2 separate regions of the Gossypium hirsutum genome follow, and region 1 is linked to region 2. The links are chromatin contacts, called in public Hi-C maps. All regions are on one chromosome and are shown on one strand. The core of a region is the stretch at or near the end of the contact, and the rest is flanking DNA. Distances in the headings are between cores, read along the strand shown.

What was found. Hi-C and Micro-C count contacts between places; a contact is called where the count stands out from the background.
Region 1: a Hi-C map of leaf shows a contact between it and region 2, with 2.3 times the contacts expected there. The contact joins the promoter of LOC107912794 here to the promoter of LOC107912805 in region 2. A contact is called at or near these places in 4 of 34 Hi-C or Micro-C datasets (hypocotyl and leaf).

What each region holds. Positions count from the first base shown.
Region 1 is chrD11:20,975,874-20,983,380 of Gossypium_hirsutum_v2.1, forward strand. LOC107912794 (zinc finger CCCH domain-containing protein 6) reads right to left here and starts at 1,504. Exons shown (of 4, transcript XM_016841123.2): 1 at 1,143-1,504. The coding sequence starts at 1,202.
Region 2 is chrD11:20,816,324-20,823,189 of Gossypium_hirsutum_v2.1, forward strand. LOC107912805 reads right to left here and starts at 1,661. Exons shown (of 7, transcript XM_016841141.2): 1 at 1,239-1,661; 2 at 325-713; 3 at 196-226; 4 at 1-64. The coding sequence starts at 1,404.

The DNA of each region.
Region 1 (7,507 bases), core at 254-2,753, 160 kb after region 2:
CTTTAACAAAGTCAACCTCATTAGGCTCATTATAATCACTGGTCAAAATTAGTTCTAGTCAACCAGTCCAGGAGCAAAACATCAGCTTCACCAAGCCCAGAATACTTCACTACTAAATTTTATACTTGACAAGAACTTAGATTATAAATACTTTACTACATATTTTCTTATGCCTAGATTATTTCAAAATACTTCACCATTTCATCAATGAAATAATGCGTGCTTAACAGTAACTTTTTATTAAGAAGTGAGCATCAGATATAAAAGTTTTATTTTTCACCATATCAAGAAGTTTTTTATATCACTATCATGCAATTTTTAAACATACCTTGTTCCTTTTAGAATTTCAGGAGGATAGAATCCAGCATAACCACTAAAGAATTAACACATAGCAAAACCTTTGGGTTTTTTTTTTTGTTTTTGTTTTTTTTGGCCTCAAAATGGCAGTGCTTATTCAAAGCTGATGAAAAAGCTCTGCTTACTAATGCCAAAGTTCTTAGAGTATATCATAATATAAAAATAGAGTTAAGATTATAAGACAAATAGGTTCCTTAAGCATCTAAATTAAGGGTAAAAAAATAGGAATATAGTCGTATGATTCAAGATTTTCTGGATAATTTAAACATAGTTTTAATTACATATAATTACAAATATATTGGGGATGATTAAATGTAATTTTGTTCTGGCTTTTGTCAAATGATTTTTAAGAGAAGCCCCAAATTCGTTTTCCAATTTTATGCCACTTTAACAAATTTTAACAAAACGATTTTTCTGGAATTCATTAATTATTCCTCTCTTTGTCATATACCATTCTTGTTTTAAGAATCAATTAAAATATTAACATTATTTTAAAACAAATGATAATTGATGGCTCTGGATGCTGCATCAGTATTTCCAAAATCAAAATTATTTTGAATCAGATTGTTAAAAGCTAACAACTTTGAATAATATTCAAGATTTCCAGTTAAAATAAATATAAATCGGTTGCAATTTTTATGAATGGAAAGGTAAAATCAAAGCTAAAAATATTATCACGAATCAAATATCAATTTAAGATTTTTCTTTTTCTTTTAAAGATCTGTTGAAGAAAAGGCAATGAAACCAGTAATGATTGATCGAAGATATAATGACGGCGGCTATACCTGACAAAGATTAACACCTGGAGCCCAAGAAACCCTGTTCGATTTCCGCGATCGCTTCATTTTTTTATAAAAAATCTCAAACCAAATATCGATTCCTTTAACGCTTGAAAAATTATCCCTACTCTAAAGATTCGACAATCGTAGAAGATAAGAAAAAATCTTTAAAAGTTCAATCAGATTAAGAACTTAATCCGATTATATATTTCAAAAACCCTTTGAAGACCCAATAGCCAGTTATTGAAAACCCTAAAAAGAAATAAATTTTTAGAGGAAAAATTATCTCGTCTCTGAGATTTTTTTTTTTTTTAAAGTTGAGAGACGCGACTTATCGAAAATAATCTGGAGAAGAAAAGAGAAAGCCCTAGACAACAGCCCTAATTTTCCTATTTATAAGTGAGGAGTCGGCGTCACACACGGAAGGTGACAGCGCATATAAATATTATTAATAAATACGAATTCAAGTGGGTCAATATCTGACGTGGATTAATATGTACGGTAAATTTAAGGTTATTTGTTTTGGTTACGTTGATGTACGTTTTTCAGTTATGGTGGATTTGTATTTTCTTAATTTTAAATCTTCTAATTGGAATATTGATAGAATTATGATTTTTTTAAAATTCAATTTTATCATTAATCTCTCTTCTCTCATACTATTTTTTACCAATACAATATTTAAATGAAAATGAAAATTGATAATATTAGAATCCATGTTTTCAAATAGTTCTTAACTTTATCTTTTTTTTGGGTAATTTATCTTTTATGATTAAATGGTTAGTGTAAATTAAATTTATAAACAAAACGGACATAGACGTACCATTAATATATTCAACAAAGTTGTGCCCTCGAAGATGACGGCTATAGTTTCTTTCAACCTTTTGATGGACCATCCTTAGGGCTGAAGACTTAGCCCATAATTACTTTTGATTTTTTATCTATAAATTTTATCCTTTAATTATTTTTTTATTAAAAGTAGTACATAACTTATTAATTTATCTTATTTATTTAAAAAAAGGTTAATATATTATTTAGTATCTATATGGGCTTCATTATTCAATTTGATATTCAAATCAAACAACATCTTATGGTTCAATAAATATTTGATACGTGTGCTCTAACAGAAAATAACATTAGTACTATTGGGACAAAATAAAAATTTTAGTACCAAATTAAATATTAAATTAAAACTTAAGTACTTGTATAGGACAAAAAAAAATTCAAGTATCACTTTTTTGTACCAAACTAAACATTTAAGCCAAACACAAGTACTAAATTGGAACAAAAAAAAATTAGGTGCCGATTTGAACATTGAAACCAAATTTAGGTTCCAAATAATATATTGACTCTTTAAAAATGTATGACTCTAATAATAACATGCTATTTGCCTCTTAGTTTCTCGCATTGTATTTCAAGATAAAAATGAGATGAAGTGATAGTTTAGAAGATACCATTGTTGACCAAAAAAAAAGTACCTAAGTGGGAACTAGTTGTATAATTTAAGGCCAGTTTTACATTTAAGTCTATATAAGGATGACTTTGAAGGGGTGGGAGTAAATGTTGTCAAATCCATAGTCGCTTCATAATTGGCACACTCTACTCTACCATCTGTCCCACTTTATCATAGATGTGTAATCTTGAAAATCAATATCACCTTCATATTCATTTCCACCTCACTCCGCCCCATCTCAATTTGATGTTTGCTAGATACTTCTATTATTTTCAATGTTTTTAAAAGCAATTAAATGTTTAAACATAATTTTTCAAAAAAAAAACCTAATATTCTCAATGTGAAGTTTATTTTTGGGACTTATTATTAAAGGGAAAAACTTAAAGAATTTAGGTTTTTATAATACATTTTGTTTTTATCCTTTTAATAATTATATATAAGAGTAAAATGATAATTTCTAATAATGTTGTGAGACAATGCAAGTAATTACTATAATCACTTTATACTCACTATAAAAAAATCCACATTTAAAATATCTACTCCATTCAAAGTGAAATCCATTGACCAATTCAGGTTTTGGCTGCCCTAAGACTATATGAAATATTCATATTGTAATGACCTCATTTTAATTGGTGTTAGAAAATGTGGTTTCAGAACTGAATTCTATAAACCGAGTTAGTGAAATTATGAATAAAAAAATTTACGTGTTTAATTTAAAAATATGTTAAGGGACAATCGAATAATTAAATTAAGAAAAATCGTTAATTATAGTATAATAATTAAATTAGAAAAAGGTATAACCGCTATTAAGTTTTAATATAGGAAATGCTTTAGGGCTGAATAAATAATTAAACCAGAAATCATTTATGATCCATGTCATCATTTAAGTGATAAGTGTGTCAACATTCTCCACTAACTTAGATGAGACCAAACCATTATCTTTAGTTTAATAATTAATTAAGTTAAAGTTAAGATTGCTTAGATGCTAATTACACCAATATATACATATAACTAGTGGGAGAGAGAAAAGAAACTTCATCTTCATCTTTTCTCCTCTCGAGACAGTAGCAAAAATTGAAGAAAAAGAAGTCTCCTATTTTCATTTCGATCCTAAATTACTAAGGTAAAAATGTTACTTTTTATTCGATTTTTGTGAATTTATAATCATCCAAACTTAGTAAGTCTTACACATGTGTTAGAATTTCAAATCATTAAGTTAAATACAAGTTGTCATTAATGGATTTTTTATGAACTTAAGCTTGAAATTGATCCACGTTTAATTATTAAGTTTAGATTTTGTTAAGATTGAATCAAAAGATAGTGAAATTAGCTTAGATTTAAAGGTTTAAGTATATAGTTAATTTTTTATATTAAGGACTAAATTGAATAAATTGAAAGCTATTAAGAAATTGTGTCATAGATTAAAAGTATGAGGTCCCTAGTGAATAAATATAAAATCAAAATTTGATTAGATGCTAAATAATATCAAAAGATACGAGCATTTCAGATATAAAGACTAAAATGAATAATATACAAATTATGTTAAATCATTGTGTTTCATGTGTTTGTGTGAAACTAATATTATTTATTATCAAATTTATCGTACGTAGTCAAAAACGACGTTAAATTTATCGTATGTAGTCAAAACGACATTAGGTAGTCTTGAGATAAAGGAAAGGCAAAAATTGTAGACGAAAAACCTATTTTTGTTTGTGCTTTCATGATTTGTTTTCAATACATAGCTTGATAAGGGTTGAATTGATTAACGTAATACTTATATTCTTGTCTCATGAAAGGTGAGCAAACTTATATTGTGATTAAATTATGAAATGTCATGAAAGTATAAACTATTACATATTATGAGAATTGACATGTAAATGATTTGATTATGACATGAAATTCCTATACAATGACTTGTGACATGAAATATATATATGCTTTGAAACAATTAATATCCTATTAACGGTCCTGGATTGAGTTGGGTATAGTTGGCGTATCATAGGATTAGTGTACGGGATTTTACTTTGATTTATACCAATGAGGCGTGGAGCGCACATTATACTTCAAACATACTGATTAGGTGCTAGGCACATTTATATATTTACTTCGATTTATACCAATGAGGCGTCAAGAGCAATATACTTCGGATGTATCGATGATGCACTGAGTGTTAATTATATTGGTGTGATGGTTGGATGATTCGTGTATTCGTCTTGAGTTTGTGTCCAGTTAATAGGGATTATAAAATATGCAAGTTGATAAATGATAATGAATATTGAATTGAATGATGATGTTGATTTTTGTATGTGTATATTATAGTATAGATAATAGCATGTGAAAGATCATGTGATATGGTTATAACAAGTGTCGAAACCACCTTTTTGAAAACAAAAAGGTTCGTAGTAGTCGACTTAAAAACGTAATTTTGGGAGTCGCCACCAATCTTTTAAAGAGGTGTGATCGGGTCACCTTGGAAACGATTTTAGGTCTACGAATTTTGAGAAAATAGGTTCGGGAGTCGGTTACGCACGAGGAAGGGTTAGCACCCTCATAACGCCCAAAATTGGTACCGAATCGATCGTTTAATGTCTTAGTGTAGAGAATTTGAAAAGATTTTAAAATACAATCCTTCATTTTTATTAATGTTAATTTTATAAAAGATGCTTGGATAAATCGAGGCGAATGTTAAAGACATTCTTGTCTCAGAGTAATGAAATGTCACACCCAATACATTAGGACACAACATTTTTAGTCCTCGAGAATAAGCTTGTCTTTTGATTTTCAAAACTCTTGTGGTGAAGTTAAAAAAGGGATATTCGATTGCTTTAAATCAGATGAAAAAGTGAAACTCAATACGTTAGGGCACAATTTCTCAAAATTCCTAGCATTGAATATAGCCCTTATTATTATTAAAATCTTCATTTCGAGAAAACGACACGTCACATCCAATACGTTAGGACACGACGTATCGAATTCCCGAAAATGAGTTTTTGGTTTATGCGTTTTGATTAAAGAAAATTTTCGATTATTTAGATTCGACGAGAAAAATTAGAACCCAATACGTTAGGGCTCAATTCTTTCGAAGATTCCAAATGTCGAACTTTGCGTTATCTTGAAAGTTTTTGAATAAATTGATTTTGATACTTAAACAATATTAGACCTAACCTTTTAAGCGAATAAAATGCGATAGAATGATAATGTACGACGCGAATTGATTATTCATAAATTTAAATATACACTAATGAATACAAACAATTAGCAAACAAATACAAACAAGCATAACAACAAAAATTTCAATCATGTATTATATGAATACCAATATCAACGGTCAACCATCAAATGAATTTTTAGTAAAAAAACATTAAAGATAGACTAAAAATAGCAAAAAGAGAAATTTTAACTTATAAATCCTATACACAAAAGTTTTGAAATAAACTCTACACATGCAAAAAGGAATTTTAAAACTTATAGTCACATTAAAAAGAACTTATGGTTAGCAATTGTAGTAATATGAATTAATAATATATGTATATAGAATAAAGTATTTTATATGAAAATATTATTTCGTAGATTTTAAAAACCAATAAATCTATAAAAGTGAACTTTAAAAATATATTGTAAAATAAAACTATTAAAATGCAAATAATATTTAATTCACATATAATATATAAATAATACATAAAAATAAGAAAACAATTTCATGAGAACTTAAAATGATAATAAAGCAATAAATTTAGACGAAATTAATCATAAAGTTCAAGTAATATTAAGTGCGTTATTAAAATGATATATGATTTAAAAAAGAATTAAAATATGTAAAGAAAATAATGTAACCATAAGTATTTAAATGAAATTTAAAGAAAACCGCACATATTAAACTAATAAAAACTAAATTGAAGTCAAAACGAAAGTTAAAGGGAAGAAAACAAAATTGGGCAGGGTTAGAGGGCTGAACGGTAACACGCGCGTAATATGAGGGACCAAAAGGGAAATAATTCCGCGCTCTCGAAACGCATCATCTGAACTGGACTAAAATGAAACAAAAATGAAATAAGAGATTAAATTTAAAAAGAAATAAAAGAATTGGATTGTAGTGCACTATAAAAAACGAGGGACCAGTAGCGCAAATAAGCCATTTAACAAATAACGCGCGGATCCCCCTGGATCGGGTCGGGTCGCGCACGGGCTACTGGGATATGGTCAATACGGCACCGTTTTGGAGCCACTGATCAGGTTCCAAACGGTGCCGTTTCGTGTGTCACTTAAAGGCCCCATGAAACCCTAAATGAAATTAATCTGCCATTAAAACACAACAACAAAAAAACTTTATCTCTCCCCTCTCCTCCTGCACCGTTCTCAGGCTAAAACCATCCCTAGCCTCTCTGATATCCACGAAACCGACGAGAACGACTGCGGGGTCACAGAGGTATGCACTCTCGCCCTTTTAACTTATTTGCGTTGTATATTGAAATAAAGCAAAAGAGAAAAACGAAACCAAAAAAAACAAAAAGAAATCGATATCTACCTTTTGAACAATCTTAGAGAAAAAATTTTTTGTATTCAGTCTACGTCAAAAAGGAAGAACCCCTTTTACATTGTAGTATTTGGCTTTTTATAGCCAAATCGGAAAAAAGAAATAAAAATAAATAATATCACATCTATTTTCTCTGTTATTTTTGTTATTTGATTTTTTTGCTGTCCTTTTCTTTCTTCTGCATGGTTGTTTGTTTGTTTGCTGCGCAAGTACGGTTGTACGAGGGCCAGCTGGGGCGTATGGATGCCAACGTGGCGCGGTGGTGGTGAAAACCGAAGGTGGCGTGTTGTAAGGATGCCGCGGCAGCTTAGTTTGCTGCCTAGGGTTTCTGATTTCCCAATGTTTAGGCTAGTTTAGGCTTGTAATTTCTGATTTGGGCCTGTAATG
Region 2 (6,866 bases), core at 411-2,910:
TTCAATCTTTTGTTATCCCAATTATGTACAAATTCTTCAGATGCTAATCGCTTGGTTCCAAGGGCTACATACCCCAAAGGGAAAATAAAAGAGATGAAAAAAGTTAGTGGCAACAGAACCGACCAGCAGGTTGAAATTAAGCACTGGGATCAGAACAATGCGAATGTAGGTTCACAGGCCAGAAACAGAAAGTACCTCGTGGTATAGATGCATTGCAGTTTTTGCACTGCAAAAATACTAAACTGGATCAGAACCATAAGGACATTGTGTGCATTGTAGAATTTGTGACAAATGTTAAATCCAGTTGAAGCAATAAGATAATACCTGTGAACGTGAAGAGTAATTATGGAAGCCACAGTTGCACATCCAGTCACCATTTCTCCATCCTTTTGGAACAGAAAGAGACTGATTACAAGGAAACCCGGAAGTTTGGTTTCCAGCAAGAGGCCATTTAGACGCTGACTGAAGTCCACAATTATCAGCCCCCACTACAGACCAGTTGGAACTCAAAGGAAGCGAGCGCCGGGGAGCACCACTGCCTACAACTCCAACATTTATCTTTTGTTCCAGTGCTCCTAGGGCCCTGGCAAAATAATGGGAATAAGTTGGGAGAGAAGCTCCAGGGATTGCAATTGCTGGCATTGCTGCTATCTCCTTTGGTTGCCCGCACTTTTTGCACTTTTCTCTCGATGCATAATTGTTGTTAGTGCAACCTATTGATCCATTGCCACACACACCCCCAACCCACAAATGCAGCCACGAAGAGGAAAAGGAAGCCAATTATACGCACACCAAGCAGTTCATATACACATACAAAAAACACAAACCACTCAACCTAATTGATACTCATTTCCCAATCCCAACTTCATAAACCACATATTGCAAAGTCAACTTTCTCAATAATTGATATCAAAACAGTTGATTTATGGCAAGTTAACAAAACTAAATCGTAAAACAGGTTCATTAAAGCTCTCCCAAGTCATTGTTTAAGATAACCCATTGCAAATCTTTACTCAGGAAAAGCAAATATCTTATATTTACATACCCTTAATGAAATTCCAACTTATTATCAAAATTCAGAACGCAGAATCCAACTGGCCCCCGAAACCCATCTTCGATATCTATTATTAAGCTTGATGGTTGAATTAAAACATAAGAATAAAAAGCAAAACCCAGTTGAGTCAACACAAAAAAAGAAAAAAAATGAAGAGAGATTTAAAAGAGAAGTATAAACTGACCACTGCAGATCCAATCACCTATACGAGGGAGCCACTTAGAATCAGCTGGAGTTTTGGTGTCAACAAGAAGACGAGGCTGCTTACATCTGTTACAAAAGGATCTAAAAGCGTAGTTCCTGTTCTTGCATCCGCTGCACTCCCAGTCCCCTTCTCTCCCTTCTCCCATTCCTCCACCCCCCCTCTCTCTCTTTATCTAGTGAGAACTATAACCAATGAGCTTGTTGCTTTAGAAGCTGAACAAAAGGAGGGGGTCTTCTACTCGGTAGAAGAATGAAAAACTCGCTGCAAATTATATGGCAGTCTTGGGAATGAAATCGAGCATTTCAGTAAATTATTTCTCAGACAGGGTCTAAAACCAGGACACAGGAAATCAGGGCCATGAGGCTAATGTTTCTGTCTTTGGGCTATGTTTTGGTTCCATTATCATCGTCTTCTTTTTTTGGCCCAATTATTGGCAATTATGGTGGATGTTTATTGTTTAATGCTAGCGTCGAAATCCTTGGTTCGTGGCTAGACTGTTGATGTGGATGGCATATTGAAAGGATTGGTGTTTAGAGATCATCATGGGTTAGGCTATCCGGCCTGGCCACATGACTTGTTCGAAAAATAAGAAGATTCGGGTAAAAATATAAGCTCGAATTATGGGTTTGGGCAAAAAAAGAGGCCTCGGGTAAAATTTTTTTGACCCGGGCCCGGCCCGAATTATATATTAAATATATATATTTTTTATTTTTAATCAAATATACTTTCTAAAATTTAATATGCTATTTCTTTTTAAAATATGCTATTTTGGTGTTGTAAAATTTAATATGGGCCGGGCCGGGCTCGGGCTTAGTAATTTGTTTTTGAGTTGGGCTTGGACAAATTTTAGACCTATATTTTGGGTTGGGTCGGGCCCGGGCCTAGAAAACGAGCCTAAAATTTTGTTTGGGCCCGGCCCGGCCCATGACCACCTCTAGAGGTGTTACAATAATAAACTATATTCTAAATAGTAATCAACTAGTTTTAAATGCAAAATTAATCAACTTTATTTATTATAACAACATGGTAGGAATAAATAATTAAAAGAAAAAAGAAGCTATCCGGTAATTGAGATTTTTTTATCCAGTCATGATATTCGCTAAATTAGGCAATTATGCTGTTTTTTATTCCACTTTTTAGGTTGTTTTTTTTTTGAATTAAAGAAATAGATCGATTTTGTAGAGAGAGTATAAAAGCGTGCTCTCTGTAGAGGTGGCAGGAAAGAGCGTCCAACTGAACGTGCTTTTACACTATCTCTCCTAGGGTTAGAGTTTTTTAATTTTGGTAGGGTTAGGGTTTTAAAGTTTTGGGTTATGGTTTTAGAGGTAAAATTGCGAAAGTTTGTAGGTAGATTTAAGAGGTCAAGGATGCGATAACGCGCCTTAGATAACATACATTACATATGTCATGCTGGGATATGACCATTACCTCATAAACTCATCCTATGGAAGTCAGGTTTCGGGGTGACAGTGCTTGATACGATCACGGGTTGAAGTTTAAGTGGAGGTCCCAATTGGCTGCCTTGATGCGATCACAGGTTTGAGTATAACTCGAGGTTAATTGAAGGTCGTTATGCAGTCACGAGTTCAAGCTTTTTGGATACCCGCAAATGATGTCTTATATATACCATACATAAGATTGAGGTAATAATCATAGGAAAAAATAAAGGGCTTTCCGGTGTAATCAACGTAATTTTTTTTTCTATTTTCAAGCAGCCGGTATCTTTAACATTTCATTCTTATCCGAAAGCTGACACTGAAGTGGACACAAGAGAGCTCTCAGGCAGAGAGCGGGTGTTTCGACGAAAGTAGAGGTCAAACTCAGGTCGACACGATAACGATTGTAGTTATTAATGGATTGTTTAATAACGACACAGTTTTTGCCCCGAAAGGAACATCACCTTTACTCCACCGAAATAGTCGTTGCTCGTCTGAGAGTCCTCTCGTGTTTACAGCGGTGCTAACCTTCTATAAGAAAGAAGGTTAAAGATACTAACTGTGTGGAAATAGAGAAAAGAATTACACCAATTATAGCGGGATGCCCTACAGTTTTTCCCTATGATTATGACCTCAAACTTCTATATGATATTTATAAGGTAACATTTCTGGGTATCCCAAAAGTTTGAGCTTGTGGTCACATAACGACTGTAAACTGGCTCTCCCGTTATACTTTGATCCATGACTGCATAACAGTCGTCGATTGAAAACTCTATGTAAACTTCCACTTGTGACCGTACAAAGTAAAATAAATTCGCAACTCGACTTCTACAAGATAGGTTTCAGAGGTAATTGTACCATCTCGACATGATATATGAAATGTGTGAGTCTCGAAGCGATATCGCATCACCGATGACTCAAGAATACCTCGAATCAAAAATTATATAAGCGAAAAAATTTTAACACTGAAGCGGGGAAGAAAACAGAAAGAGAGAAATATTGTAAAGTGGAGGGATGAAGGCTAGGAGAGATGATATTTTTGGGATGATGCAGTATGGAGGGGGAGCCTCTTTTTATAAGCTCAGAAAAAAGGTGAGATTGCAAAGGAAAAAATCTTGTTGTCGATAACGCGTTGCAAGACTATCGTTTTCATCGAATATCTTTAAAATGTGCTTCGAATCTACAAAAAAATTGTCGGAGTTAGGTACTTTTTTTAGAATTTATGAAAATTTTAGTGAAAAGTCATCCAACTAGGCCCATTTTCCTGCCATGTCAGCATGGAAGCTTGCCCAACTAGACGAGTTTTCACTAATATTTTCATAAAGTCTGAAAAAAATACCTGACCCGAGAATCCTGGGTAAAAGCTGAAGCACATTTTGATGCGTTGAATGCCCTCTGAAGCATGCGTCTAATTTCAATAAATAATTTGTGAAACACATTTTTGAGTACTGAAGAGCGTTTCATTACCATTATTCGATGAAAGTGCTTCCTCAGAAATGAATTTTGAAGTATTCATTACCTCTCTCATTGTTTTATTTTGCTATTAAAGCATTGAAATATTCAGAACTTAGGCACGCAACAATTTTATATCAAACATCGAAGAGTTGAGTTGTGAGGGTCGTATGCATTTCTTTGGATAATCGTCTGAAGATTTTTTTTGGTTTTAAATATCTAATTTGTTTTAAATTGAAATGAGTCAACAAGTGAAATCCGTTATTTACTATGACGGTCAAATCTATAATATAGAAGTTGGGGTCGTATTTGCAAGAGCCCAGTTTGTGGAATTAGTTTTAACCGTACCATTCAATTGGGAGAACTACAGACTAGGATAATAAGAAAAGTTTGGGGTTTGAGCTAGGGAAGAATTTTGAGCTTGTAATGTAGATATCTGACATCGGTTGACCCCTTTAAGTACGAATTATTTGATGTGAAAAGCAAGCTCGAGCTGGTGACAGTCATATCATTGCATTGCTAAAGAAAAAAAAATACTATAATGGAGTTATATGTCGAATTTGTTGGGGCAGATGAAGTTGGTCTATCTTCAGCCACCGTTGCGACTAATATTGGAACCGAAGCTGAAATAGAAAGTCGTACTACATGGTTGTACGGTGGGTTCACTGGTTTGTTACAAAACATTTACTATGATGGCCCTAAAATATCAATGAGTAGACATTCTTCGATTTTCTGCACTAATTGAAACTTCAGTGGCCACTACTAGTCCGGTATGAGCATAACCCAAACCTCGACACTTGGGTTTGATATTCAATAAGTGCTTTCAATTTTAACTTTGGTAGATTGATGTCCTGGGGTGAAATCACTTATACGGGGGGCCATCAACCTACACCAATTTGCAATCCGGTGTAGATTTTACCAAACACTTGTGGTATAGAATAACCAATGACTTACTCCCTACGACCGGGTTTGACAAAAGTACATCAAACCTTTTGGTTGAAGATGACAATGAAGGCGTCGATTCGGAAGAAGATGTAGTTAAGGAAGAAAGGGCACCGAGTGCAACTGACGGATCAGAGTCAGACCCCGATCCAATCCAGCTATCCGGTCCGGATGGTTCGAAAGTAGCACTTTTTTGAACCAGAAAAGGTTTTACTTGAGTTAAAACCTTACGGTTCTGATATGATAGTCTGGACAATGCTTCAGATCTAGATCTGTAATTCAGGGCATATGAACTTCCACTCCATATGACCAACATCGATTTCTCCGTCGAAGGTGGTTAAGAGTTTCAACAGCTACCGCACAAAACACCTAATCATGCAAGCTCATCATCAGATGTCCAAGAATTGGAAGTTGGTATGGAATAACTCAAAAAAGATGTTTTTCTTACTGCACTGAAACGGTACAACTTTAAGAGCGACGTGAACTATCACATCATAAAATTTTGTTCGAAGAAATTTAAGGGAAAGTGCAATACTATATGGGAGGTGCAAATGGAAAATCATGACATCTTTTCAGAAAAGGATGAGCTTGTGGATGATAAAGAAGAATTCTGGTCTACATACTTGTGTTGCAGCAAGTACGCGATGCGATCACCCAATTTTCTAATATAATGTGTCCTGACCAAAGTATTTTTTTCTCAATAACATTACTTTAACTTGTAATTTACAGGTGTAAGTCAAGATCATCTGAGGCTAGACTTTGACATGATATCTGACATTATTCTACCTATAATGAAGGTGAGTCATAAGATTTCTGTCCCGGTGTTGATTGCCAATATCCGTAGCCAGTACAATTACATGACATCGTACTACAAAGTATAGGTTGCAATACAAAATGTTATGGATAAGTTGCATCACGACTGAGCCAGGTGTTGAATCAAGATCAAGTTATTGACATGGGTATATAGTTGTCACTATTTCCACAATCATGCTATATCATATTTCGTTCATTGTTTGCAATCATGGGTATACTTTTCTCGACAGGGTACGAACTCGTCTAACATTGTTTCCATGAAATATTGGATAACTTGCACGCCATCAATAGCTATGGTGTGACGTAACTCACCAACATACCCTTCTAACAATGGACACAATAATATGATGGAGGTTTACAGTACAGGCACATAATGACGAACTGAGCCGAATGCATCAATTCTGTAGTAAAGGGGACGCGTCATTTGTTGATAACCGAGGTTATAGAAAGAACATACTTTTGCCTGGCTGCCTTATTTCCAAAATGAAGGCAGCATATGCTAGGCAGATTGCAGGTGGACACGTTTGGTACGAGGATGTCATGAAAGAAATTAGATGAAATACATCGAGAACGAACACTATATATGTAGTGTGTCACTCGCGTTGAAGCCTACAATTTCAGGTCACGGAGTACGCTAGGCCCGACCAGGACATTTCAGGGGTATCATAAGTCAACTTACCAGAAGGGACTTTGCGATTGTGAGAGATTTCAGACACTTTAATTTCCATGCACATATGTAATTGCCCCATGCATGAATTGAGTACACCCTTATAGAAATGATGTGTACAGACTAAAACACATGTACAATGTATGGAGACCTGAATTCTCACACATCCTATATAAGGGTATGTGGTCGCCATTGTCAAGAGTACAGTTTGCGTTAACCCCAAATATGAACTTGCCCAGTGTCCCGAAAGGTTGTTTGAATTCTATTCGGATATGCACAAATATCGATGTTCAGGAG